Regions from separate parts of the Triticum aestivum genome. Here all the other regions are linked to region 1. Evidence: chromatin contacts called from public Hi-C data. All regions are on one chromosome and are shown on one strand. Each heading gives the region's core, a stretch centred on a gene start, on an enhancer-like site or on the middle of the called end of the contact. The rest is flanking DNA. Distances are from core to core; before and after follow the strand shown.

The links. Hi-C and Micro-C count contacts between places; a contact is called where the count stands out from the background.
Region 2: a contact with region 1 is called in a Hi-C map of leaf, with 4 times the contacts expected there. The contact joins the promoter of LOC123170290 here to the promoter of LOC123164320 in region 1. A contact is called at or near these places in 3 of 5 Hi-C or Micro-C datasets (all in leaf).
Region 3: a contact with region 1 is called in a Hi-C map of leaf, with 7 times the contacts expected there. The contact joins the promoter of LOC123171177 here to the promoter of LOC123164320 in region 1. A contact is called at or near these places in 2 of 5 Hi-C or Micro-C datasets (both in leaf).

The regions. Positions count from the first base shown.
Region 1 is chr7D:473,065,221-473,068,269 of IWGSC CS RefSeq v2.1, forward strand. LOC123164320 (K(+) efflux antiporter 6) reads right to left here and starts at 1,567. Exons shown (of 20, transcript XR_006482301.1): 1 at 1,098-1,567; 2 at 844-887.
Region 2 is chr7D:472,902,255-472,905,303 of IWGSC CS RefSeq v2.1, forward strand. LOC123170290 (ABC transporter C family member 8) reads right to left here and starts at 1,422. Exons shown (of 13, transcript XR_006485128.1): 1 at 1,047-1,422; 2 at 1-908.
Region 3 is chr7D:473,216,961-473,220,009 of IWGSC CS RefSeq v2.1, forward strand. LOC123171177 (probable inactive poly [ADP-ribose] polymerase SRO3) reads right to left here and starts at 1,497. Exons shown (of 5, transcript XM_044588793.1): 1 at 1,471-1,497; 2 at 910-1,367; 3 at 244-491; 4 at 13-152. The coding sequence starts at 1,497. It overlaps LOC123171178, which reads right to left. Exons shown (of 3, transcript XM_044588794.1): 2 at 2,626-3,049; 3 at 1,277-2,518. The coding sequence ends at 2,457.

The DNA.
Region 1 (3,049 bases), core at 317-2,816:
AGCAACACGAGCCAAGTGCAGTGCGACTGGAGATATAAAGAATGAATGCATCAACTTTTGCAATTTATATCCACATAAAAACCATTATTTGCTTCAAAATGGAAGGGTGGTATATCTACAAATTGAGAACGTAACTGAACACAGAATTGAGAAATATAATAGGATAGTTGGATGCAACTCGAAGTAGCTGTAGATCATAGGTGTATCATGTAGAAGATCAAATGACTAAATGACTGTCAGCTGGAACACAGCACTAGGGGATTTATGCAAAACTCAACTGAGTTCTATTAGTACGTAATAACTTACACCGCAACAATTGTTTCACAAAGTTAGTCAGGTACCATAAGCAAATATTAGTTTTTGATTCATAATCTAACCTAGCACAGTAAACACCATTCAAGGTATTGTAGTCGGCATTAGGAAAATGTCAACTCCTTTAATTTCACTAAGTCAAAAGGCCAGTAGGCTGAATAATTGGTCAACAGGCGCAAAACCTACAGAATGATACATGGAAGGATAACTGAATGCTTCGTCATTATCAATGGTGTAACCTCTGTCCAAATGTCAACTCCATCCAAGACATCGATGCTATTCCACGCATGCAATACATATTCAGTCGTATCAACGCTAGTTATATTTATGAAATTAAACAGCATGTAAAAGGAGACCAATTTAGAAGTTAAAGCGCGCATATAATGAAGTAATGTCCTAAATCTAGAGAGTCGGCAAGGCCTGAACAACCATTTCATGAACATCGTAATAATGCAAAATTTTAACCAGGTTCCATAATCATTGTCAACGAAAATCCGACCACACACAAACAAAACTGCGCAGATGAATCACCTGCTTCTCCGCGACCGTGTTGTTGAAGCTGCCGGGGTCCGTCTCTGCAAAATCATAGCAGGAGAGATTAGGAGGAGGCAGTTCAAACCAAACACCAAAAAAACAGGCAGGATTGGTCAATTCCCAGGAGAGCGCAGCAGCCGGGGGCGAGATCTAGGCGGCCGGCCGCCGACACGCGCCAAAACCAGATCCCCGCGCCACGGGAGCCAACGAGGCGGATCGCGGGGAGAACGGTGGGAGTCAGATCCACGCACCTCCGCCGCCCTGTTCACCCTCCGAGTCGGGGAACTCCTTCTCCAGCGCGCGGTCGATCATGTCGGCGAGGCTGTGCTCCTTGGTCGTGGCATTGCCCTGCGCCGCCTCCCCGCCGGCCTCGGCCGCCCCAAGGGCCGCGGTCGCGGCGTCCGCGCGCTCCACCGCCGCGACCGCCTCCCCCACGCGGCCCTCGTCGCCCGCCTCGGCCGCATCGCCGGCCGCGCGGGGGAGGAATGCGACGGCCGACGCGAGGAGGAGGACGGAGAAGAGGAGGCGGGGGAGGACCGGGCCCTGGCGGCGGCGACGCATCAGCATCGCCGGAGGGGGGCGGTCGGAGTGGGGTTTAGATTTTGGAAGGAAGGGCCGAAGCGTGTGTGGGCGCAGGGCAGCCGTGTGCGTGCGTGCCCGTGTCGGGGAAGAAAGGAAGTGGGGGGAATGCGTGAGTTGTGCGTGACTGTGCGTGCAGGTTGGAGGTGCAGCCGGCGGAAGCAGAGCAGCGATTTGTAGCGGAAGTAGTGTTCATTTGTGTTAGTTAGACTAGCCACGATGGGTAGTAACATGGAATAGTAACAATGCCCATGTTACTACTCTATGTTACTATCTCTATAGTGGAGAGTAACATATGTGTGGTAACATACAACACTTTATTTATTAGGCTATAGACTTATCTTGCCTTGATATGTGTGATGTTACTCAGGGGGTGTTTGGTTTGAGGGACTTTTGTGTTGGGACTAAAAAAAGTCCCTAAAAGTCCCTAGCAAACCAAACAGGGGGACTTTTTTGGGACTTTTTGCTAAAAGTCCTTAGAAGCACCTCCTTAAGAGTCTTTTTCAAAAAGTCCTAGGGATTAGAAAAAGTCCTAGGACTAGAGAACCAAACACCACCTCATACTAGTAGTAACTAGCTATGTTACCACATGCCTCTCTTTCTTCATTTATTGTTTGCCACATCATCTATTTATCTAGATATATGTGATGTTACTACATATGTTACTCCCACTGTGGGTAGTCTTATGGTATCACTTCCGTCCAGGATTGTTGGTTGGGTTCATTATTTTGTTCCCTTCTATTAAATCCACCAACTCTTCGTGTCTTGATGGCTTCTTGGATTAGCCTAGAATTCCAAAAATGCAGGCGGGTAGTATTGCAAAGTACCACATTGCAGGATTGCAGGGTTAACTGATCGTGGCTCATATCATTAGGTTTCGTATACGGTGAAATCAGCCCCAGGGTTCAAGTCCTAGGCTCCACATTGCTGATTGCATTTTTTTGGATTTCTGTTAGGTTTTCCGGCGATGTTCATTCCATGGGGAAGATGTTTTCATCGACTACGATGCGTCTGTGATGACTTCGTCAATCTTAAAATGTTGTGTCGGCTCAGTATCTCGAGGAAGCGTGTGTGCGCTCATAGGGATGATGCATGTATGTGAGCTTATACGATTGTATTGTGTTTGCAGAAATATTGTAGGGTGTGGGCACGTGATTTTTATCTTTTACTTCGGATGGTTTGAAAACACGTGATTTTGCTTGCATTAGGAATGTCGATTATTATTACTTACACCTGCAAAAATAAGGATTCTATACGCAGTGGCGCCACTCAACGGAATGTTTCCACTCACGCAGCAGGACAAGCAACCACGCAAAAAGCAGGGAGGACTTTTATTTGTTGTGCTCGGAAATTCCTTCGGTCACACACATCACGAGATGCGATCCTGCACTGGTAATTTTGTGATATGTTCCGACAATCCGACTGGTTACTCGTGATTCTTGTGTGAAACAAAGAGAAGTACGTACTGCCGTTTGCCGAATAAGTGGGATCTCCAGAAACAAAGAGCAACCTTGTTTGTGTAGCCTGGCCAGCCGTACAACTTGGAGCCGTCCTCGGGCGTGGTCGATGTGTCCAAGGAGACGAAACAAACGAGGCAGCACACTGGCAGACCCAGCTTGCATTT
Region 2 (3,049 bases), core at 172-2,671, 160 kb before region 1:
CCGTACGAACGCAAAGAGCAATATAGGGGAGACGGCTATGGCCAGTGTTCTCATGAAGGCGTAGAAGCCGGCGATCATGATCTCCCTGAGGAAGCACTTGCACAGGACGAGCGCGAGCCTGTTGGATCTCCCGCTCTGCGCCTTGTCCTGCCGGTGGCGGCTCCATGCCTCGGAGAACCTATGTGAAGCTTGCTGTGCGCAGTCCTCGCCGGCGATGAGCGGGATGTCGGCGAGGTCCAGTGCTTTTGAGCGGCCGAGGCGGAGTAGCGGGTTCAGCCACGAGAAGGCGAGCTGGCTGAAGAGTCCGGTCCGGTAGAGTTCCGAGTCGTGAACTGCCTTGTCAATCAAGGGCTCCGACAGGCCGTCGTCGTCCTGGCAGCCACGGCTCCGCCGGAGCAGTGAGCCCAGGGCGCAGAGCAGGAGGAGGAAGTTGACCGCCCACGCGACACCCTCGGCGACGTCGAGCCCATAGCCCATGGCAAGGACCTCCGCATTGTACGCGGTGATGAGCAGGGAGAAGAGCGTCCACCATAGAACGGCCACGGCCCTGGCCGGCCTCGTCGGCTGGACGTGCAACGAGGCCGCCACGGCCACCCACACCAACCCCCTGACGACGGAAGCCGTGGTGACCGCCGCATCCGCGGAGCCCCTGAACGCGGCGACGGCGTAGGCCGCCGCGACCCCCACGCAGCACGCGGAGACGGCGGCCACCCCCCACCGCCGCTTAGCGCCGCCGCTTCTCCCCCGTCCATCCCACCGCCCCCTGACGCAGGCCGCGAGCAGCGCGGAGGCGTAGGCGGCGAGGAGCACGACATTGACGCAGTCGACCAGACCCCTCTGCACGCACGGCGACGCGAGGGTGAGCCCGCCGCCGTCCTCCCGCCCGCAGGTCCACGAGGGCGACCAACCTGCCACACGCACGCATCGAAAAGCAAAGCAACGGGCGATAATTAAGCGAAGCTGGATGCGCGGAGCATCAAGAATCTCCGGAAGGGTTTACAAGAAGAAGAGGAAGGGAGCTTCGTCCCGTGCGTCTTCCTCCTTACCGAGAGAGGCCATGGCCGGATCGCCCAGCTTATCGGCCGTCCCTGCGCCTCGCATCGCATGCAGCAGCGGCCGACGCGTCGCCTATTCCTGGGCAGGAGACGAGGAGGAGGGAGGCCACTTGTTTATAGTATTATAGCAGCACTAGCCCAGTGCAGCAGCGCGTGCGTTCACGTATATTCGCACGCGGGCACGGACAGACGGAGGATTTGTCTGAGATCGATAGCGGAAGAGAAGAGAAGACCACTCCGGGCTGTGGTGTGGTGGCCGGAGGACGCCCTGCAAAACTCGGATTTGTCCGCCGTCGCTTTCAGGCGCGGCGTTGTTGAGCCGAACTCGTGTGGGGAGGAGGAAGAAGAGCAGGTGAGGTCGCACGCTGGCGGCCTCGGCGTCTCCTTGTCGTTTTCCTCGTACAGGCACTGGTTGGTTCCGGCTGGTGAGTCTGCGTATGGCGTGACGTGGCGACGGAAGGCTGGCATGGCATGGCAAGGCCAGGCTAGGCGCATTCACTCCGTCGTGGCTACTGGTCAAGGCCTGGCACCAAATCGATGTGAGCCGTCAATTTTTCACGAACAATACAATATTGGGTACAATATTACTCTTACCTCTTGTGGAGTAAGATTTGTCCATGATCGTGTGGGGCTAGCATGAACTTTTTTCTTTCGCAAAAATAAGGAAATAATGTATAGCGCCATTAAAACATGAAGGCGAATAAGGAAAGATATATCAAGAAAATTTATTCTTGGGAGGAGAGATCACTAAATCTACCAAGAATATCTCCTGCTTATTTTGTTTTACGTACCATATCTATATGATCAAAATTACCCTCAATCGATCCACTGCTCTTAGAGCATTTACACCCGGACTTAGCAAATCCGGCTTCCTCTACGTCTGCGGACGCGTCCAGACCACCCCTCATATCTCATGGCCGACAGCCACATACCTCATATCTGGACTCTCAAATCCATGCACGTTCATCATACATGCCAATGCCGCATGTAAATAACAAATATTTGTATCGAAAATACATAGTTTTTACATAAAATTTATTTTTAAGTGCACAACTCAAACTTTAGCTCATTGGTTACCATTGTGAGTCCACGTATTCTCCACAAGATCATCGAGTAGCTATGCATGCACTTGATTCTCTCGAAGATCCCGATGCATCTGCAGAAAGTTCATAAGCTGATTTGCATCTTGATTTTCAGGGATTTGAACTTGTTCTCCATGCGCTTCAAATCATTGGTTTGCGCAACACCATCACCGTCATCCTCGACAACCATATTGTGCAAAATAACACAACTTTTTACCAGCTACCACAAAGTTTCTGATTCCCACATCATTGCAGCTCCACGAACAATTCCCCAACGAGTTTGAAGCACTCTGAATGCCCTCTCCACATCCTCCCTAGCTACTTCCTGCATTGTTGCAAAGTGGCTTTGTTTGTTGCCGTATGGTTCGGATATGGTCTTAACAAATGCCGCCCACTGAGGATAGATGCCATCGGCAAGATAGTATCACATGTTATAGTCACGATCATTGACAGTGTAGTTGCACGGCCGCGATTCCCCATTATAAATCCTCCTGAACATGAGAGTCTGGCATTCCAAAGAAAGCATGTCAAATTCATGCCACTGCTTTCAGTATGATGGTGGCCTCTTTGGTGTGACCTTGATACATTCCCTGCAAACTTTTGGGGCGGTTCTTCCATTGCTAATGCATACAATGATACAATCAATTGATCCAAGCATTCCTGTAAATCCTCTGGCCTCTCTAATAGCCAATAATTTTTTTGTGTCCTGCATATTTGGTTCTCTCATATACTCTGCTCCAAACACCTGCACCACAGCGCGGGCAAACTTGACAATAGTCTTCAGGCATGTGCTCTTCCCCATCAGGACCATCTCACCCACGGCATGTGCGGCAGTACCATGTGCAAGCTGTTGGGGAACGTAGTAATTTCAAAAAAATTCATACGCACACGCAAGATCATGGTGATGCATAG
Region 3 (3,049 bases), core at 247-2,746, 150 kb after region 1:
CCACCAATTTACCTTGAAGCGATTGTAGGTCCCCTGCAATATCTGCAGCTTGGAAGATGGCACGAACCGCTGGATCTCTGCTAGAAGCGTCGGAAACATGTCACGAGCCACCGGCGAAGGCTTCTTTAGCATGGAGGTCGCTCCGGATGATCCTGAAACCCAAAATTTCAACGAATAATAACATGAGATCCAGGCACGTCTGGGAACAATTACAGCACCAATTCAGACAGAACACTCACTAACCTTGCATCTGATGGAGGCTGGGACACTTGAAGCTGACGACATACTCTGGGAGGATCCTCATGTTCATGTCCTTGCCCCAAACAACATACCACTGTGGGTTCTGCATGTTGTCGGCGGCACTGTCGTAATTGTCACTGTTGGGGTGGAGCTTAGAGGACCTGGCTGGGATGGCCTCTGGCCAGCCCATCAGAACACGGCACAGCACGATATGCGCCTCGCCGTTCTCATCTGCATTTGCTAGCATTGCGCTGCATAAAAATGATTTCATACTCGTTAGTTCCTTTATGCACTGCTTCACAGAACATTCAGAACATATTTCATCACCCGGACTCTAGGTAGCAGGAAACATGATTTAGTTTTGCTCGTATTCGTCCCTTCCACAAACCATTACCCAGTCAAATTACTGCATTCATAGATAAACTAATACTGTCGTTCATGCAAACTTGTTTCCCCCTAATTTTTGAGCTAGGAGTATGAATCAAGATATAGAAACCAAAGGCTAAAATAACATGGAATCAATTATATTATGGGACGGAGGGATAATATGAATGCAATTTGGAACAGATCCTGAATTGGTAACTGTGTCTGATAAATTATCCTACAGCTATATGCCTATATTCATGCTTGCCATCGATCAAAACCACAAATTCAGAACTCTGACCTGACCTGGCATAAGGAGACTGAAGCAGCGAGACGTGGACGTCGTCGCCGTGCGCGCGATGGCCAAGGACCCGGCTGTTCGTCCTGCCGAACCCGTGCTCCACCGCCGCGGCCACGTCCGCCAACGGAGCGCCATACCACGCGAACTTGGCATTGCTCCCGTCAGCGCCGCGCGCAGCGGCTAGGAGTTGGCCCTGCATTTGGAACGCCCTGGACCGGGGACCCTGCACGACCTTGTGCACCGCCGTGATCGCCACGCCGCCGCCCACCCGGGGGCTATCCCGCTGAGGAAGAGCTTCTTGACAAGTAACAACCTGGTAGAACTTGTCCGTCTCCTCCAGCCTCACCGCCCTGCTGACCCTGCCGGGCTCCACCGTGTCGCTGCTCTCGTCGGACCTCTCATTCACCCCGGACGAGGCCCCGTACTCCAGCTCAGGCTCGCCCCTCTTCCTCTTCCTCCCGCTCTCTGGCACAGGGAAGAAGCAGATTAAAAAAAATGAAATTCTCTATTGTTATAGCCCTCAAAAAGCAAAAATAAGCAAATTAATTTTCTGAGCACAAACACACCGAGATAAGATAAGCTAAATGAGGCATCATGCCTTATTTTTCTGAATACAAACACACTGACATAAGAGAATCTAAATGAGGCATCATAACTTAATTTTCTGAATACAAACACACTGACATAAGAGAATTTAAATGAGGCATCATGCCATCAGGAACCGAGCGATGGAAACTTTCAGGCAAGGATTAGAAACATGGTTGATTCTGAGAAAAAATGTAGGAGATGACACCTCCTTTTCAAGAGAAAAAAATGTGAGAGATGATGATTCCTGATCTCACTGAGTTTGTGCAAGCTATACAAAAAAATCCACAAAAAACTTGTAGTTAAGTAGTTGCAGTGCAACCTTCATGCCTTATTTTTCTGAATACAGACACACTAACATAAGAGAATCTAAATGAGGCATCATACCTTAATTTTCTGAATACAAACACACTGACATAAGAGAATCTAAATGAGGCATCATGCCATCAGGAGCCGAGCGATGGAAACTTTCAGGTAAGGATTAGAAACATGGTTGATTCTGAGAAAAAAATTTAGGAGATGACACCTTCCTTTGAAGATAAAAAATGTGAGAGATGATGATTCCTGATCTCACTGAGTTTGTGCAAGCTGTACAGAAAAATTCCACATAAAACTTGTAGTCAAGTAGTTGCAGTGCAGCCTTCAATGTTTGGACGGCAGCTAGAATATTAAATGAGAAGACAATGATCTTTTTTGATTATTTGTCACAGTACTGCAGCTAATCACCCTAGAAGGTCTTTTTGTAGTAGGTTAAAGAAAATTCAGGTTGACGCTGAAACATCCACAATAAGAACCTCACTTTCGGAATATGCTTTTGGACAAAGAGCACAAGACCAGCTTGCCAATGTTGAATTTGTCAATTTCCTAGCTTATAGCAGCAGGGACTTCATCAGATTAAAGTAAAACAACTTCGGCTTCTACCTGTTTGATCAACCAGAGTAAATCATGTCACTATCAGGATCAGATTTCATGACTTTACGCGAACCGCTTTACGCCAACCGCAAATCACATGGTAGATCAGACAATCACCTAGCATGTTGTAGGCATACATAAGAAAATATGCTCAAGGGATTAAATCAAATGAGAGAGTGAAAGAGGCAAATCAGGAGAGAGAGGGAGGAGATAGCAGCCTGTACAGAATGCATGGATGTAGCCTTGCCATGGCAGCCTACACATCAGGCCTGCTGCACGGAGAGTGCTTGAGAGAGGCAGAAGATCGGGCTGGATTGAGGACTCCACCGTGTCGCTGCTCTCGTCGGACCTCTCATCCACCCCGGACGACGCCCCGTCCTCCAGCTCAGGCTCGCCCCTCTTCCTCTTCCTCCCGCTCTCTGGCACAGGGAAGAAGCAGGCCCCGCGGTCATCAATCCAGCCCATGGCGACCTCCTCGGTGGTGCCAGCGTCGAACAGGAACTCCCTGCCGCCATACACGGCCCTGCGACCACCCTCCCGTCCAGGGACGCCCGGCGCAGAGGCACAGCCCACGCGCCGCCCTCGAAGCAGAGGAACCTGACCAGAGCGCCGCTCCGCCGTTCCGCCAGCCCCGGAGGAGCGGGGGCG